Linked DNA regions of Mus musculus: region 1 is linked to region 2. The links are chromatin contacts, called in public promoter capture Hi-C maps. All regions are on one chromosome and are shown on one strand. Each heading gives the region's core, a stretch centred on a gene start, on an enhancer-like site or on the middle of the called end of the contact. The rest is flanking DNA. Distances are from core to core; before and after follow the strand shown.

Region 1 (2,831 bases), core at 123-2,622, about 18 Mb before region 2:
AGGGCTGGCTGCCCTAGCCTGGCCTCCATGCAGGCGCACATGCGTGGCCACTCGCCCAGCCGGCTGCCGCCTGGATGGACCATACGCTCCACCTTCCTCTACTCTTCCTCGAGGCCGACCCGGGCCTCCAGCTCTCCCGGTAGTCCTACCTCCTCTGCTGCCACCTGACCGGGTGTTGGTAGCTTCTCTGGCTTGACAAAGAGTCCAAAGAATGAAAGGCAGAAGGGCTCAGCTAGGGCGGCCTGGCAAATTTAACCACAGAAGAACTGCGAGACAGGAGCTACGAACCCTTCCGGGACAAGCGAGTTGCAGAAGCCTCGGCCTGGCGAGCCCGAGTTAAAGGACAATTAACTCGGTGAAGATTAACTGGGGACTGTCAATTTCATCACTATAATAAAGTTTCCTGTGCTCCAGTCAGGACGAGTCCAGACTTTTCCTCTGTGCTAGGGGGTTTCCACCCTTGCCCTGTAGCGGCCCCTGCTGGCCATTCACCATTCAATAAACAGAGGGTCACACTTCTCCTTCCGGGGGGCTTCGTATAATTCCCGAGGGCAGCACGCGGCAAAGGCGCTCCAGACCCTGCGGGAGAGGAAAGGTGGCTTTGAGGCGCCCCAAGACTCTGGTTCCTCCCACAGCAATCTACCGCGCGCGTAGTCTAGGGCTGGAGAGGAGCGCAGACTGAGGTCCGGATTTCGACCACCGGTCTGCTCTCCTCCGAGTAAGGGACGGAAGACTAGCCTCTCCAGCATCTCCCCTCCGCGCCGGGCAATGCGGCTACCGGGTTGCGCCTGGAAGTGAGACTAATCCAGCGCCGCCGCCCTCCCCTCAGCCAACGCCTAGCGCAATAGCTAACTTCGTCTACTGTGTGTCCGTCGGGTTCCCAGGGTCCGAAGCCAACGGTACCCTGGGAAGGACCCTGGGAATGGTAGTCCATGCAGGTCGCTAGTTCCGACTAGAACAATGGGAGGAGTCTGAGCCGGGAACCACACCTCCTGGAGACCAGGAACTGGTTCTCCTGGTCTCTGTCGCCAACCCGGTATTCCCAGTTCTCGCGCCCCAGCTGTCGGCGGAAGGAGCAAGGCGACTGGACTACATTCCCCAGAAGACCTTGCGCCTCCCGCTCTCAGGCCGCGACGCGGGGTCCGCTCTTCAGGTGCGGCTGGAGGGTGACGGCCGACCGGCCCAGGACTCCTGCTCCCGTGGTGCCCCGCGCGTGGCCAGCCCAGCCCCCGGCTCCTGCCCGCCCCACAGCGGCGCTGGTTGTTGTCGTGAGCCGCAGCCGCCCCGCTTTGCCCCTCCTCCCCTCCTCTCCCCTCCCCCCCGGCCCTGCGCACGGGCTGCCCCTCCCCCCGCCTCCCCGGCCCCTCTCACGGTGCCAAGATGGCGGCGGCGGCGGGCGGCGGCAGTTGCCCCGGGCCTGGCTCCGCACGGGGCCGCTTCCCGGGCCGGCCGCGGGGTTCCGGCGGGGGCGGGGGCCGCGGCGGCCGAGGCAACGGAGCCGAAAGAGTGCGGGTAGCCCTGCGGCGCGGTGGCGGCGCGGCGGGGCCGGGAGGAGCCGAGCCCGGGGAGGACACGGCCCTGCTCCGTTTGCTGGGTCTTCGCCGGGGCCTGCGCCGGCTCCGCCGCCTGTGGGCTGGTGCGCGAGTTCAGCGAGGCCGAGGCCGCGGCCGGGGACGGGGCTGGGGCCCGAACCGAGGCTGCATGCCGGAGGAAGAGAGCAGTGACGGGGAATCCGAGGAGGAGGTGAGGCGGTCGGAGGTGTCTCTAGCGCCGGGTAGGGCGGAGGCCAGGGGCTTGCAGGGCTCCGGATAGCTCCGAAGGGTGTTGTGGACAAGTGGGATTCTCGGGGCTCCTGGAAAGAAGCACGAAGGAAGCAGGCTGCGTGGAGCGTTTGGGTAGCTAGGGCCTTTGAAAGTGATCAGAGAAACCCTGACTGCAGCTAGACGCCTGGAGCCCAATTGGTGTCCTGAGCTGATCTTTCGCGGTAGCAATGGCAGAGCAGGACAGGAGTGGGTGAAGAGGCCATAGGGATTGCATGCCGGACCAGCGGTGGTTGACAGCAGCAGCGTGGCCTTAATTGACCAAGGCTAGAGAGCCTCCTGGGCTCTTACTTGCAGGCTGCCTCCTTGGCCCTTAAAATCCGCGACATATCCCTGCCCTGGTTCCACCAGGGCCCCAGTTGCTCTCTGGTTCTAAGGTAGAGTGGTGGAGGCTTCTTAGGCGCGGGTTGAAGAGGGATAGAATGAATGCTGAGTCTTGAATCTGGAGTGAGTGCAGTCATGGTTTATCCCTCTCAGCCTTTTGGAGAAGGCAGGAGGGTGTGGATTCTATTGCTTAGGAGAGCTAGCTGTCCTCTGAGGGCTCAGAGTGGATTCTAATATGATAAACCATCTGCTCCACCTCTCATCTCCCCCAAACACTCCCCATTTTTAAGAATGCCCTGCAAGGGTGTAAATGGAGGACCTACTTTGTTTTAAGTTGGAATTAGCCCTCATTGTAATGCCTATTGCTTAACTCGAGGAGACCCTCTAGTGTTTTCTTCTGGGCTAGTGAATTACTGATGGCTGTGCTGGAATGGTCTGGTTCAAGAACGCCTTGTACCTTTATTCCTTCTGACCTTGCCTCAGTCTTTTAAGTTCTTTGGTAAATGAGGAGGAGTATGTTAAGGTGGACGATAACTATCATATCTGCAACACCTGAAGCCCAGATGGAACCAGGGCTTTGGTACTGACTGCTGTTTCTCCCCTTCACCCTTGGTCCCCTAAATCAGGAGTTTCAGGGTTTTCATTCAGATGAAGATGTGGCCCCCAGTTCCCTGCGCTCTGCGCTTC
Region 2 (3,061 bases), core at 394-2,893:
CTAGAGGAAGCATCTTTGGCTTCAGGATGTGGGCTGTGATCTGAAGAGAATCATGTCACAGGGGCTCTCCCTTCGATCTGTCCTTCTAAGAAGCTAATGTCATTTCACTCACCCAGCCCAGCAGCTGCCCAGGATCATGCTGCAGCCCCTCAACAAGAACTGCGGCCTCCTCGGGGCTTCCTGGTCGCTGCCCTCGAACCCAGGCCTGGATCTCAGGGGGCAACACACCCAGGAACTGTTCCAAAATCAGCAACTCTATTATGTGTTCTTTGGAGGATGACTCAGGCTGTAGCCACTGGTGACACAACTCTCGAAGCTGGGCCAGTGCCTCTCGGGGTCCCTCAACCTCCTCATAGCAGAAACCCCGGAAACGGAGTCGTGCAGCCTCAGGCTCCTCAAGGGTGGTCCTGGAGTCTCTGAGGGATAGGTGTGGGGTACCCCGAGGAGATGGCATTCTTGTTTTGAAGGGTCTTTTTGGAGGTGACAGAGGGACCTACAGAAAAGGAAGAATGTCATCTAAGGTCAGAAGACACACACCAGACCCCTCCTAGAAGCCGGAAAAGAGAACCCTGAGGCCAGGAGAACTTCAAAGAAGGTCATGGGAGGTGCAGCCCCACAGCAGTTGAGCAGCTGTATTTTGTTTTGAAGATAAATGACTGGGTGGAATGTCCAGGGACCTTCTAGAAAACTGCAAATGACGGGCTCAAACATTTGGGTACAACACAGGGCTCCTGGGAGATGAAAGTGGCTCATCCAGTAGACAAAGGGTCAAGCAGGACACGGAGGGAAGGGGGGTGGGACCATCATCCTGGGTGACCTGGAGCCCTGAGGCTTCAGACAGGAGGCAGACCACTGTGCTAGCTGAAGAGTTGGCTCTGAGACACAGGTACAAGACCTGGGGCAGAGCTGAAAGCCTGGGTGCATTCTCAGGAGCTTATTATGGGTTGGGAGGCACAGCTCGCTGATCGCAGCTGAATTGTGGATGCCTCATACTGCCTCAGCTTACTACGCATGTGAAACCCTGAAACAAAAGCCAAAATCAAACAGCCCCGTTTTGTGTGGAGTTGTAAACTGGAACCTGTGTCCCAGCTCTTAAGATTCTGGTTTTAAATCGGCTCTCTTGGGACATCCGTCCTGCTCTGGAGAAACTCAAGAGTTGGGGTGTCAGGCTCTGACACAGGAAAGGGGTGGGTCCGACGGCTGGGAGGTGCTCTCGGTGATCCGAGGAGCCGGATTATGAAGCTGCGCCCGCCCAGCTAGGAGTGAGCTCACCTCTGACGCGTGGGAGAGCCCCAGGAGGTTGGGGCACTTCCAGGAAGTGACACCGAGCACGTCCCACTGCCACTCAGAGAACGCCCCGCCTCGCGCGTTGCCCTACCAGCCCGGCCAATCCTGCATCTGCTCCGCCGGATCGGCCCCCTTCGCTCGGACTACGTCTCCCGTGAGCCTCAGCAAGAACGACAGCACGCTTCCAAGGCCTCTCACGCGCGAGACTCTTCGCTCCTCTCCTTGGGGTCGCGTTGCTGCAGAGTTCCGGGGGGGGTTCCCACTCCTGACTTGGCAGCCGTTCTTCTCTTGCAACCGCAGCCGTAGGACTCACGTAGGACGGAGCCGACTGTGGGTTAGCCTCCTTACGCATGTGCGCAACGGACCTGGTTTCTATTGGCCAGAGAGGCATCCTGACCAATCAGAGCTAGCGCTCCCGGAAGGACTCTCGCTCCTTGTGTCTCCTAGGTAACAGCTAGCGCACAACTTAGGGCCTCTTGCTGTTCTCTGAGTTAAGCTGTAAGGGTCCCCCTGCCTCGGAGAAGGCCTAGGTGGAGGCTCCTTGGCCTCTTGAGTCCAGACTGTTCTAGACAATCCCGTTGGGAATCCAGGTGAAAGGCGGTGGTGGGCGAGAAAAACTCAGTATGGCCTCCATCGGATCTCCGTTAAGCTCCCTGGATATTGTGGAGACAGTAGGCCTACAGGTGAACAAGTGCTCAGAGGAGGTAACCATGTAATTACCAACCCTCACTAATAGTCTTCAGATAACATTACTGAAAATAAGGACGGAGGTTTCTGATTAAAATTACGAGGTATACTCAACCCTTACTTAGGAGGATGTAGTTAGACAAGATGACTTATATTTATTTTTTTTCTCCCAATGGGCAGTTGATGGCATTTTGTTTGTTTGTGGGGGAATGGGGCCTTTAAAGAATAAAAGTCCTTGGCTGTCCTGGAACTCACTCTGTAGACCCTACTAGCTAGCCTGGAGCTCACTCAATAGTTCTGCCAGTCTTTCTCCCATTCGCTGAGATTAAAGGCATGGGCCCCCATATCCGACAGTTAGAGGCTTTTTAGCTTAATTGCAGATGGGCTTAGTTTTATTTCCACATATCAAGTGGCTGGACTGTGATATAAACCATTCAATCCTGAACTCGATCTGCCTACTTGGGTTTCTTCTGCTACCCAGGAACCTTCTCCTTGGCAGCTACTGTAGAGAGCAGCGGTTCTCTACATCCAAAACTCCTGAGCAGTTCTGTCGGTAGAATTTGTCTTTTACAGATTCTCTGGACACAACTCTCACCACCTACCTATTGAGGAGAAGCGCTAAGGGGGCCTAAGGGGGTTCCCAGAAAGCTCTCTTGGAAACACCTTTGTTCTAGTGCTCACCTCCCTGCTAGGCTGGTTTCTAAGCCTTCTATGTGCCACAGGATAGACCTGGTTGAGTCTTGTGATGGTATACATCTTACCCCTGGGCTTGACATGACCATTACCATCTTTATTTCTCCCTTGTTCAGGCCATTAAATCTAAGACCACATATTTAATAGGTAAACTATCATTGAGCTAGCCCCAACTCAGTCCTTAATTATAATGGTTATATTAGGTTGGCCAATGTAACCATGAAACATTTTATCTTTTGAGGCAGGATCTAAGTTCCCCCAGGTTAGCCTCTCAGCTGTCTTAAAGTAGAGGGCCTGTGGTGACCTACTGACCTAGCTCTTAGGGTAACAAAATAAAATTTATAACAGATAGCTAGGTCTATGGTACTGGGGTGTTCAAGTTTCCTCTTGGATT

The links. Promoter capture Hi-C pulls out the DNA fragments that hold promoters and counts their contacts.
Region 1: a promoter capture Hi-C map of second pharyngeal arch cranial neural crest shows a contact between it and region 2. The contact joins the promoter of Kmt2b here to the promoter of Zfp446 in region 2. A contact is called at or near these places in 3 of 39 promoter capture datasets (cranial neural crest, pre-B cells and second pharyngeal arch cranial neural crest).

What each region holds. Positions count from the first base shown.
Region 1 is chr7:30,587,267-30,590,097 of GRCm38.p6, reverse strand. It overlaps Kmt2b (lysine (K)-specific methyltransferase 2B), which reads left to right and starts at 1,372. Exons shown (of 37, transcript NM_029274.2): 1 at 1,372-1,743; 2 at 2,771-2,831. The coding sequence starts at 1,381. It overlaps Zbtb32 (zinc finger and BTB domain containing 32), which reads left to right. Exons shown (of 6, transcript NM_021397.2): 6 at 1-417. The coding sequence ends at 168. Gm32082 (a long non-coding RNA gene) reads right to left here and starts at 1,319. Exons shown (of 3, transcript XR_003946734.1): 1 at 779-1,319; 2 at 493-579. Mir3569 (microRNA 3569) reads right to left here and starts at 718; the gene lies at 661-718.
Region 2 is chr7:12,976,430-12,979,490 of GRCm38.p6, reverse strand. Zfp446 (zinc finger protein 446) reads right to left here and starts at 1,643. Exons shown (of 6, transcript NM_175558.4): 1 at 1,379-1,643; 2 at 113-493; 3 at 1-40. The coding sequence starts at 1,639.